3 separate regions of the Mus musculus genome follow, and regions 2 and 3 are each linked to region 1. A link is a contact called in public Hi-C and promoter capture Hi-C data. All regions are on one chromosome and are shown on one strand. Each heading gives the region's core, a stretch centred on a gene start, on an enhancer-like site or on the middle of the called end of the contact. The rest is flanking DNA. Distances are from core to core; before and after follow the strand shown. Region 1 holds the start of Nxph1 (neurexophilin 1). Region 2 has its middle 320 kb from the start of n-TVcac5. Region 3 has its middle 8.2 kb from the start of n-TVcac5.

What was found. Promoter capture Hi-C pulls out the DNA fragments that hold promoters and counts their contacts. Hi-C and Micro-C count contacts between places; a contact is called where the count stands out from the background.
Region 2: a contact with region 1 is called in a promoter capture Hi-C map of embryonic stem cells, with 5 times the contacts expected there. The contact joins the enhancer-like site here to the promoter of Nxph1 in region 1. A contact is called at or near these places in 8 of 39 promoter capture datasets (cranial neural crest, embryonic stem cells, frontonasal cranial neural crest and 5 more), 3 of 484 Hi-C or Micro-C datasets (cerebellar granule neurons, embryonic stem cells and nephron progenitors), 5 of 115 datasets of contacts at active chromatin or transcription factors (astrocytes, embryonic forebrain, embryonic hindbrain and 2 more) and 1 of 9 other capture datasets (embryonic stem cells).
Region 3: a contact with region 1 is called in a Hi-C map of embryonic stem cells, with 4 times the contacts expected there. The contact joins the enhancer-like site here to the promoter of Nxph1 in region 1. A contact is called at or near these places in 4 of 39 promoter capture datasets (the 3T3-L1 cell line, embryonic stem cells, frontonasal cranial neural crest and 1 more), 1 of 484 Hi-C or Micro-C datasets (embryonic stem cells) and 1 of 115 datasets of contacts at active chromatin or transcription factors (astrocytes).

The regions. Positions count from the first base shown.
Region 1 is chr6:8,948,401-8,951,773 of GRCm38.p6, reverse strand. It overlaps Nxph1 (neurexophilin 1), which reads right to left and starts at 1,755. Exons shown (of 2, transcript NM_008751.5): 1 at 1,467-1,755. The coding sequence starts at 1,520.
Region 2 is chr6:10,423,248-10,426,620 of GRCm38.p6, reverse strand. No RefSeq gene overlaps it. Among named protein-coding and RNA genes, the nearest start is that of n-TVcac5, 320 kb to the right of the region's middle. Within about 2 kb of position 1,825, at least 2 of the 459 cell types and tissues checked have an H3K27ac peak or open chromatin away from gene starts, as enhancers often do. A contact at or near this core is called in embryonic stem cells, where this site is marked.
Region 3 is chr6:10,090,455-10,093,827 of GRCm38.p6, reverse strand. No RefSeq gene overlaps it. Among named protein-coding and RNA genes, the nearest start is that of n-TVcac5, 8.2 kb to the left of the region's middle. Within about 2 kb of position 1,712, at least 5 of the 459 cell types and tissues checked have an H3K27ac peak or open chromatin away from gene starts, as enhancers often do. A contact at or near this core is called in embryonic stem cells, where this site is marked.

The DNA.
Region 1 (3,373 bases), core at 506-3,005:
ACAGGTGAGAGCGATAATGACCGAAGGTGGGCAATAGGAAGGACACCTTTTGCATTCGTCTGCATTCTAGCGGGGAAAGCACGGACCGGCGACAGTCTGAAAAGCTGTCTTTTGGATTGGCTGCCCTGGCTTTCACCTGTTTACCCCCAAGGTGTCCTGTGGGCGAGGACATTGATGCACAGCGCCCTCTGGCGTCTGCTTCTGCTACAGTCAGGCGATAAAGGTGCAAAGACTGGCAACGCTGAGGGTTCTTGAGATGCAGCCGGAAGCCGGAACCGGGTAAATACACGTACTCACACGCGCGCGCATATGTACCGGATTCACAGAACTCTCAGCCCCGCGATCGCAGGCGCCAGAGCTAAGACCGAAAAACACGGCCACTTGCAGGGATAGCACAGTATCCGGGCTGGTGGATTCTGAAGCTCTTGGGAATGAAAGACACTAACACCACTCTTAGTCCCATTTATCCAGCCGGTTTAGAAAACTCCAGCTGCTACCGCAGCGCCTGCGCTCCTCGCCCCTCCACAGAACACCTTGAGTTTTCGGTGCACTCCCGTGGCCCGGAATCTGCTGTGGAGTTCAGAACACTAGGCTCAACCTCGCCGGCAGAACGCGAGTGTCCCTGGCCCTCTGAGAAATCAAACGCGGAGAAAATATCACACTCTCCTAGGCTCGCGGTGATGCCCACAACTCCCTAGCCACACAGAGCGATTCTCCCCGCGTCGGTTCTAAGATTGTGTCAAGTCCAAACCTCCGAAAACTGATTCTGGAGGAACCTGGACAGGACAAGATTCTCTCCCTAGTGACAAGGCTTGCCATTCCCTAAAAAGAAACCCCTCACTGAAACTATGCTTCTGTTATTTAATGGCAACTGGACCTTGGAAGGCGAGAGAGGGTTATGTTTGCAGGTGTATCTCTGACCTAACTGCCTGGTCGTTTGCTATGTGTCTGGCGGATAAACTTACACCAGCTGCACCCCTGTAAGTCTCAGGGAGTTACCTGCACTTTCTTGATGTGCCACAAACCCAAATTGGGGGCGCTGGGGCAGTGGGGCAGTGAGTAGATTCCTGTTCGGCTCTTCAAGCCCACCTCCACCCCCTTTCATTTAAACTAGGTGGGGGAAGAAGTGCTGCTAAGAGTTTCATGATTCCCAATACCTTTCTTCTCCCCTTCCTCCCAAGGCATCCTCGCCTACTACCTCCTGGTTTCTGGACCTGTAAGGTCCTGTTAAGAATCATGATCCGGGAGACGGAAAATAGAGCAAAAAATGAGGATGAGAGCCTGAAAAACTCTCGCAGGAATCCAAACCAAAGCTTCCCAAAGTTCTTCCACTCTCTGGGAACACTCAGCTCTCACTGAACTGGCGGCCTCGCCCTCCCGCACCCCCCCCCCTCTCACCCCAGTTGCTTGGCCTCCAGGCTAGGGAGGTATCTCAAAGATGCCGGACCGGACCGATCGCCACTTACCAAGTAGACGGTGGGCTGCAGGAGGAGAAGAACGTACCAGCACGCAGCCTGCATCCTCCCTCCTCTCAAACTTCCTTGGCGGTGCCTTGGCTGAGTCTTTGTTCCTTCAAAAACATAGATCCACCTGACATCCACTTTACAGAGCAGGGAGCGCTCTCAGCAGCCTAGATACAAATGAAATTAGACATCCCATGACCACGCGGACAAGGCTGACGATCAAGCGAGGGGAAAGGGGCTCTTGGTGTGGAGTGATGGAGTCAAAAAGCTTGGAAGGGGGACGCAAAGATTGGAAAAGCGAGCCAATCCAGCTCCAGGAACAAGCGAGTGCGGTCCGCAGGCGGGCGGGCGAGCGAGCGGGCGGGCTTGAGCGGTGGCAGGGGGTTCCCAGAGCCCGGCGCGTCTCGGAAGCCAGCGCCCGAACGGCGGAGGCCAGAAGGGGTTAGGCACAGAGAGAGCAGCTCACAGGCTGGTTAGGAGGCCAACTGTCTCTGGCAGCCAGACCTGCCCTAGTGTTTGAAGGCGGGAGGCTGGGACTAAAGGCGGCGGCTGGTTCTTCGCCAGCCCTGGCAGGGTTCACACACGTACACAGCAGCAGAGAGAGATAGCAAAAGCAAGCGAGCAAGAGACTGAGAGAGGGGGGTGCGGGCAGGGCAAGGGTAGGTAGAACTGACCCGGATTAGGTACCCGTGAAATGGGGGTGGGGAGGGGGGTGCAATTTGCATATAGGAAAGCGGGGCTCAGTTTACCCATTTGAACCTCCTGAAATACAGATAGACACCCACAATCACATCCCTAGCACTACTTTTTTGAACGAAGGGGCACAGCCAGTTGCTAACTTCTACAGTAGAAACCTGTCTGGGACTCTGAGGGTCACCTATTAGACATGCCTTATGCCCAAGAAGAGTTTCACCCCGCTGTCCCTTCCTGGTGATGACCACCACCCTGCCCCAACGTGTCCCTGCCAAGAACGGTGGAGGCGACCGGTACATACCGCACAGGACTGGAGGCAAATGCAGCGAGCAAGAACCGCTCTGAACAGGCTCCATGGAGGAGCTACTACGGCCTGGAGTCTCCAGCGCCCGGGACGTGCCCTCCCCGGAGCTCCGTCTCCATGCTCGGGCGAGGACAGGTCCAGCTGCCTCGTCCAGCCTTGGCGGAGTCGTTGTCCCAGTGCCCGGGTCGCGATCCGGATTGGTCCGCGGGAGCCTAGGCTTGGCACAGTTGAATTCCCGGTGCAGGAAACTTAAGAGGCAAGAGAAGGAGGGGCAGGTAGAGAAGACGACGGAGGAAGGAAGAAAGGGAGGGAGAGAGACGAATGCGCCCGGTTGCTGCACCCGACCGACCCGGACTGCCTGTGTTGGCACTGACACCAGCAGCCTAGGACTCCCGGATTTCCGCGGTTGCCAGAGGATAGAGAATGACTTAAGGGGAGGAGACTGGGCAAGTCCTCCGGACTTGAACTTGAGCGATAAGACCCGAACCTTTCGGAAGAAAAAGAAAGCCACACAACAGGCGCGATGAGTCCCAGTTTCAGAAGGGGTGTGGTGACGAAATTTTGGAAGCTGCAAGCACAGGAAGCAGCCCCAGCTTTACCAGCAAGGCTGGAAAGCCCCAAGGCGACTAAGGATTGGTGTCGCGGGCGCTGTCCGAGGTCCTGCCCGGCCACGGGGGGACGCTCCGCAGAGCGCGGTTTCAACTCCCCGCCGCGACTGAGCGGTTTTCTCTTCCCGGTCGCGGCTGGTCGAGCCTACAGCCGGGACACCAACAATTACATTGACACGTGGGTGAACGACTCCTCAAAGACTAATTAATACCGCGTGTAAATAGATTCCACTCTCAGGCTCTCTGCGGGCCTCCTGGCCCTCAGGGAGGAATGAGCCCTGCTTGCGTCTCTGGTGGCCAAAGCA
Region 2 (3,373 bases), core at 576-3,075, 1.5 Mb before region 1:
AAACTTGAATTTTTAGGAAAAATAAAATGTTCCTTTCAATATGGTATCATCTTATCTAACACACTCATAGTCTTTATATATCTTTGATATGTGTGTATATGTTTTTAAAAAGTTTATCATGTTTTGCCTGAATATTATCAGTTCTTCAGGTTTTATTTTTAAGTAGCCAACTATGATGCAACATCACTAAAAGGAAAATTTACTAAAGTAATAAATAAAATTCATTAATTTAAATAATTTATCTCAGCATATTGCTTTCATTCTACTACTTATTACTGTTAATCTCTTACCATATCTAATTTATATGTTAAACCACATATAGATTTGAATGCAGAGGACAAACAATATATATTGCTACAGGGTTTGACACTGTTTATGGCTACAGCCAGATACTTCAAGGCTTAGATTGCTCCATGTGGAATAGGTAAGATTATTATACGACATATGATTATAAAAGCAATGAAATCTTTCCTTTAAAAATTCAATTTGTGTACAATCTAATGTTTTCTAGATTGGGAGCTAAAGCTTCTTTTATCCCAACTTTGTAACTGAATGGTGCTAATATCTTTTGAGTATGAACTCAGAGTTTCCCTCCCCCCACCCACAAGTAATGGTTTATTTCTTTGGATTCTAAGTAAAATGGTGGGGCTTCTTCCAATGGATCTACAAGTGTAGGTTTGTGGTTAAGCAGTTGTCTGTCCAATCTAAAGAGCTAACTCAATTGCTCCTATAGAAAAAAAAATTAATGTCCCTCTATTGACCCATCATTTTTATTGCTTTCTTTATATTATCAATCAATGTCTAAATTCTCACAACATATTGAGCTAATAATTTCACATTTATTCTTGAAATCTGGAAGTGCTCTTTGATGTGCTTTGCATGCAGACAAGGTGACCTGAGTTCAATCTGTGGGTCCCACAAGGTGGCAGAAGAGAACCAATTCAGAAAATTGTTTTCTGACCACCAACACATAATTTGGCACATGAATATGTAAGCATTCTCTCTCTCTCTCTCTCTCTCTCTCTCTCTCTCTCTCTCTCTCTCTCTCTCTCGCTCACTCGCTCTCACACACAGACACACACACACCAAAGGGCACATAATTATTATAATAAATAATAAAATAATAAAGATATATAAATTTGAACTAACTGATTCTGAATTTTAAAACACTTGGTGTTCATTGCCTCCTTAATGTTTCTTTTTCTCTTATAGGATGAATGGAGCCATCCTTCTTAGACAGAAGTTGAGGGCTTGCCAGTGAATCAACTTGCTAATTTCTCACTTTAAGGACTCTGGTGAGAGTGTTGCATCAGAAATATATGTATCTTTCAATAATGCTCATATATATTGAATAATAATGATTAATAACCTGTGTCAGTCTTTCTGGCTGCAGTTTTCAGGTAGTCTTTAGCGCTCTTAAAAGCTAGTTGGTAACATACATACATAAATATATATATTTAGAGAGAGAGATTGAGAGAGAGAGAGAGAGAGAGAGAGAGAGAGAGAGAGAGAGAGAGAGAGATTGAGGGGATAGAGGGGCAAAGCACAGGCTGAATGTAGCCACCAGTGACCACAGGTTATTGGGTTCCTGAAAGGAAAGCTGGGGATGGATGGAAAGAATGGTGTGAGAAATAACAAGCCAAGAGAAAGTTGTCTGATCAAGGCTCAGTGTTCTAATTCTCGGGTCTGAATTTAAAAGGGGGAGACCCATCTCCCTCTTTGTCATGCTTTTGTCCCTTTGCCAGGATCTCCTCAGGAAGACAAGGTCAGCTGCTCAGCAGGTAGTGTTTCTTGCAGGAAGCTGCCGACATGGCAGAACAATAGACTTCACCTGGGTCAGAAGATTCCACCCTAGGTGTGCTGACTATGGCAAACAAGGTCTGATTCAGCCTGCTCAAGGCTGGGGGGAAGGCATAGCTGAACATCTTTGTTTTACATAATCAGCAGTGATTTATAATAGAATACAGATTTGACCTTATTATTGATATCCTCTACCAGCAGAGTAGTTGCTACAGAGGAGTTATACTTGAAAGTAATTTTTAAAATCTCCTTAGAATTGTTGATGGTAATATTTGTTGCCAGATTGTTTAGTTGAATTATCTAGGAGATAGACTATTTTTAAAAGATTTTCAGAGATGTTTAAAGGATGAGGGAATGTCTACCCTAAATGTAGACTGTGCCACCCCATTGCTTAAAAGAAAAAAAAAAAACACATTGAAAAACAGTTATGATGTCCCTCTGGATCCTGATTACAGTACAAAGAGACAGCATCCTATTGTGCTGCTTCCATGCTGCCCCATTACAACGGACATTTGCGCCCTCAGACATCAAGACAGGATAAGATAATGTTGTTATTATCTAGAATGCTCTGGTCAAGTATTTCATTGTTAAATAGTAACTAACCCACCTATTAAAAACTAATTTTCTCTCTATAGTGAGATCAAGTGTTTCTTAGTATTTTTTTGTTGAAGAATTTTTTTATTGACTTTGATTTCATACAATATATTGAAAATTTGGTCACAGTTCTAATGATATCATCCTTAAATTTATCCTTTAAGATAGCATCCTTAGAATTCAAACAAAAAATATTTGCAATACTAAAATCTGATAGCAACTCATCGATGTGAGATGATTTTCTGAAAATAATGCATATTATTTTACAAAAAAGTATGTCTAGCTAATTATTATAGCTTGTGTAAAATTGTTACTCACCTGCCCTTTTTTCAGTAATATTACATTTTTAATCATGTGGACATTTGCACTATGCTAAATGTCTTATTTTCAATGTTCACTTGGTGGTAAAAGAGAATACAAACCCCTAAAAATTATAGTAATATCTATTTTTAGAAATCATTTTGTTGCATCATATCATTAACTATTTATTTTCAAAACATTATGTCATTTTTTTCCTACTATGAAATATTTGTTTAAATCTTCTCAAGAATTTGAAAGGGCTTAAATCTTTGTGACTCTTATAAATAAACAAGCACTTAATAATTTTTCATCTCTTTGGGGATTTTTTTAAACTTCATTGCCAGTGTTAAGGCGTTTAATCCTACTCAAGAGTGTATTTAATTGTTGGTTAGTTAGATTCTTTGCGATCCTAGAGAGCACATCCCCAGCTGATGCTAGACTTCAAAGACAGAAATTCTTTGAATTCTGTGCTGCTATTTACATGTATGTCTTCAAGATATTTTATTCTTCCTCTTGCTCTACTCTCTTAAATATTAACCTTATTCTTTGCTCTGAGTTTCTGAAAATTCACAGGACTTGTGATTAAGCTAAGAACTAATGTTTTCACCTGTGGTTTTAACATTGTTTCCCTCTGTAATTTGATTTTTTTCTTAAGGCTTTTTGAAAGTTCATTTGTTCA
Region 3 (3,373 bases), core at 463-2,962, 1.1 Mb before region 1:
CAAAAGATCTCCCATGCTCATGTATTGGGAGGATTAATAAAGTAAAAATAGCTATCTTGATGAAAACAATCTACAGATTCAATGCCATCCCGATCATAATTCCAACTCAATTCTTCAATAAAATTAGAAAGGGCAATTTGCAAATTCACCTGGAATAACAGAAAACCTAGGATAGCAAAAACTACTCTCAACAATAAAAGAACCTCTGGGGGAATCACCATGTTGGACCTCAAGCTGTACTACAGAGCAATAGTGATGGAAACTGCATGGTACTGGTAAAGTGACAGACAAGTAGACCAATGGAATAGAATTGAAGACCCAGAAATGAACCCACATACCTATGATCACTTGATCTTTGACAACAGAGCTAAAACCATCCAATGGAAAAAAAAGACAGCATTTTCAACAAGTGGTGCTGGCACAACTGGCAGTTATCATATAGAAGAAAGTGAATTGATCCATTCTTATCTCCTTGTGTAAAGCTCAAGTCTAAGTGAATCAAAGAGCTCCACATAAACCAGAGTCACTGAAACTTATAGAGAAGAAAGTTGGGATAAGCCTCGAAGATATGGGCACAGGAGAAAAATTCCTAAATAGAACAGCAATGGCCTGTGCTGTAAGATCAAGAATCGACAAATGGGACCTCATAAAATTGCAAAGCTTCTGTAGGGAAAAGATACTGTCAATAAGACACAAAGGCCACCAAAAGATTGGGAAAGGATTTTTACCAATCCTAAATCTGATAGGGGACTATTATCCAATATATACAAAGAGTTCAAGAAGCTGAAATCCAGATATTCAAATAACCCCATTAAAAATGGGGTACAGAGATAAACAAAGAATTCTCAACTGTGGAATACTGAAGGGCTGAGAAGCACTTGAAAAAGTGTTCAACACCCTTAATAATCAGAGAAATGCACATCAAAACAACCCTGAGATTCCACCTCACACCAATCAGATTGGCTAGGATCAAAAATTAAGTGACAGCAGATGATGGCAAGAATGTGGAGAAAGAGGACCACTCCTCCATTGCTGCTTGGATTGCAAGCTTGTACAACCACTCTAGAAATCAGTCTGGTGGTTCCTCAGAAAACTGGCCATAGAAGTGTTGGGGCCAGGCTATGGCTCTCATGTCCGGTTCCATCCTGGGAGGCATTTTGGAACTGGAAGAGGAGAGGGAGTCTAGGCATGTAGAGAAATAATGGAACCAAGACAAGCTAGTCTGCTCAAAGTTCAAATTTTTAATGGTGGACATGCTTTATAAAGGAGAGGGGAGTCTCATTTCCACCAAGCTGGAGGTGACCATGTGTAGGATCAGATGTAGACTCTGTAAGAGCTCGGCCGACTCCCAGCAGGTAGCAGCAGCAGCAATGGCTGAACAATAGAGTGATCCAGTGAGGTAGGCTCCACCCTAGGTCATCTCCTTAGTGATATAGCAAAGTCAAGGTCTGGCTCAGCCTTCTTCAGGCTTGTGGGAGACTACATCTCCTCCCTGTTATTAATATTTTAAAAAAAGGCTATACTGAGGTATAAAATTTATTTATGCTCTATAGTTCTGCCTAATTTCTTTGGGCCTAGTGAAGAAACCTGTCTCAGTGTATTCCCTAACTTTTCTCATGGTATACCCTTTTTGGTTAAGACTGTCTTTACTGTTCTAGTAAACATTTTGCAGACCAGCCCTGAGCTGCAGTCTCTGTCTTTTGTAATGCATAATTTCTTACTGAATAGGTAACTTCCTTACAGAATTCCTAGTGAATTCCAAGTTGTCGGCTTTAAGGTCTTTCTAGGACATTGGAACACTAGCGAAGGTTTAACTATATCAGAATTCAATCATAAAAGGCACTTATAGTAAGATAATACTAAAGAAGAGCACATGGATCCATACACCAGACTAATGCAGAGATAGGGTAAGAATGTACAGGTTTTGAGAACGCTAAAATTCCAGGAGGTGAGTTTCCATGAAACTCTTTGCCTCATGAGTGCTCCCAGGCCTCTCAGCCTGCCAAGCAAACTTCACTGGGATGTGCATAGCATTCTCCCATTCTTATATTTTTGTCGAAGTTCCAGAATGTCCTGCCTTGTCATAGCTATAGATCTTAGGAGTGCTCTAAAGATGAGTGGAAACATAATGATTTACTAATAAAATAATGCCAATAATAATAGCAAGTATAATAATATATTGAACCCAATCCAGGGGATTCAATGCACTTAGGTTATTTTTAAATCTCTGGCCAATTCATCAATGTTCCAAGTGTCTAAGTGACTATTGCTTATATCTGAAATTTCTGCCTTTTTAGCCTTAATATATTGTATGTCCTGACCTATTGTTAGGACTACTACTTTAAGACATTAACCTTTGCCTCCAATTCTTACATGGATCTTGGTGGATTATTAATAAACCACGGCCTCTTGGCATGTACCTCTGCCTAGATTAATATGACTTTGAGATTTTGGTGTCTGTCTTAGACTGTCTGGCCCTCATAGCAAACCTTAATCCCAAATCAGACCAAAAGCCACAATATGTACTGGAGTGCTACTTGAGTGAAGATTAGTAACTGCAACCTGCTTGGAGTTGGGAATGCACATCTGTTGCAGTCAGGCTGAAGGACATTGACTGAACTGCTTGAAAAACAAAGTCCAGGCAGTGAAAGGCAACAGTACAAAAGCTACTTTGGGGGAAGTCCAGGTACTCCATTCAATTGCAAATTAGCAATGCTCAAGCTTAGACTTAGAGCTCCCAGTGTGGGGGAGGTGACCTTGAGAATCACAGAAAGGCTTCAATCTTTCTGGGAGAGGAGGCTGTGTTCTAATTTAACTTTGTTAAGTAATAAAGAATATTTAGCTAACTTCCCTGGGATTCTCTAATACTGGAATTGTTACTAGACCAGTCCAAGATTGAGTTATAATAACTGGTCACAATGAGGGAAAGAGAAAGAATCACTAATCTTTCTAAGTCATATTACACAGTCTCTGATGTTCTTTTTACCATAAGGTTAAAAGCTTGAAGCAAGGCAGCTTCACTTGTCCAAACTGGAAAAATGGCAAGTAAGGATGGGTCGAAAACATGTACCCAATTTAGCTTCCTTGTCACTAGAGTCAGAAAACTTACCTGTCAGCCTGTCACATGAATTAGCCATCATGCTTCTGCAGAGTTCTGTGAAGAAAATCTGTTTTTCCCTTTCCTAATAAGGTATCTGTTCAGGACAAAGCCATATGCCAATAAGTAGATCCTTTTAAGATACTATAAGGCATTTATCAAATTCCTTGTCATCCAAATTTCAAAATTCTAAAATAAAAGTATGATTTAAATAATGTGCACGGGAATGCACTAAATAATATGCACAGGGATATAATTTCTCCCTTATTTGTCTTT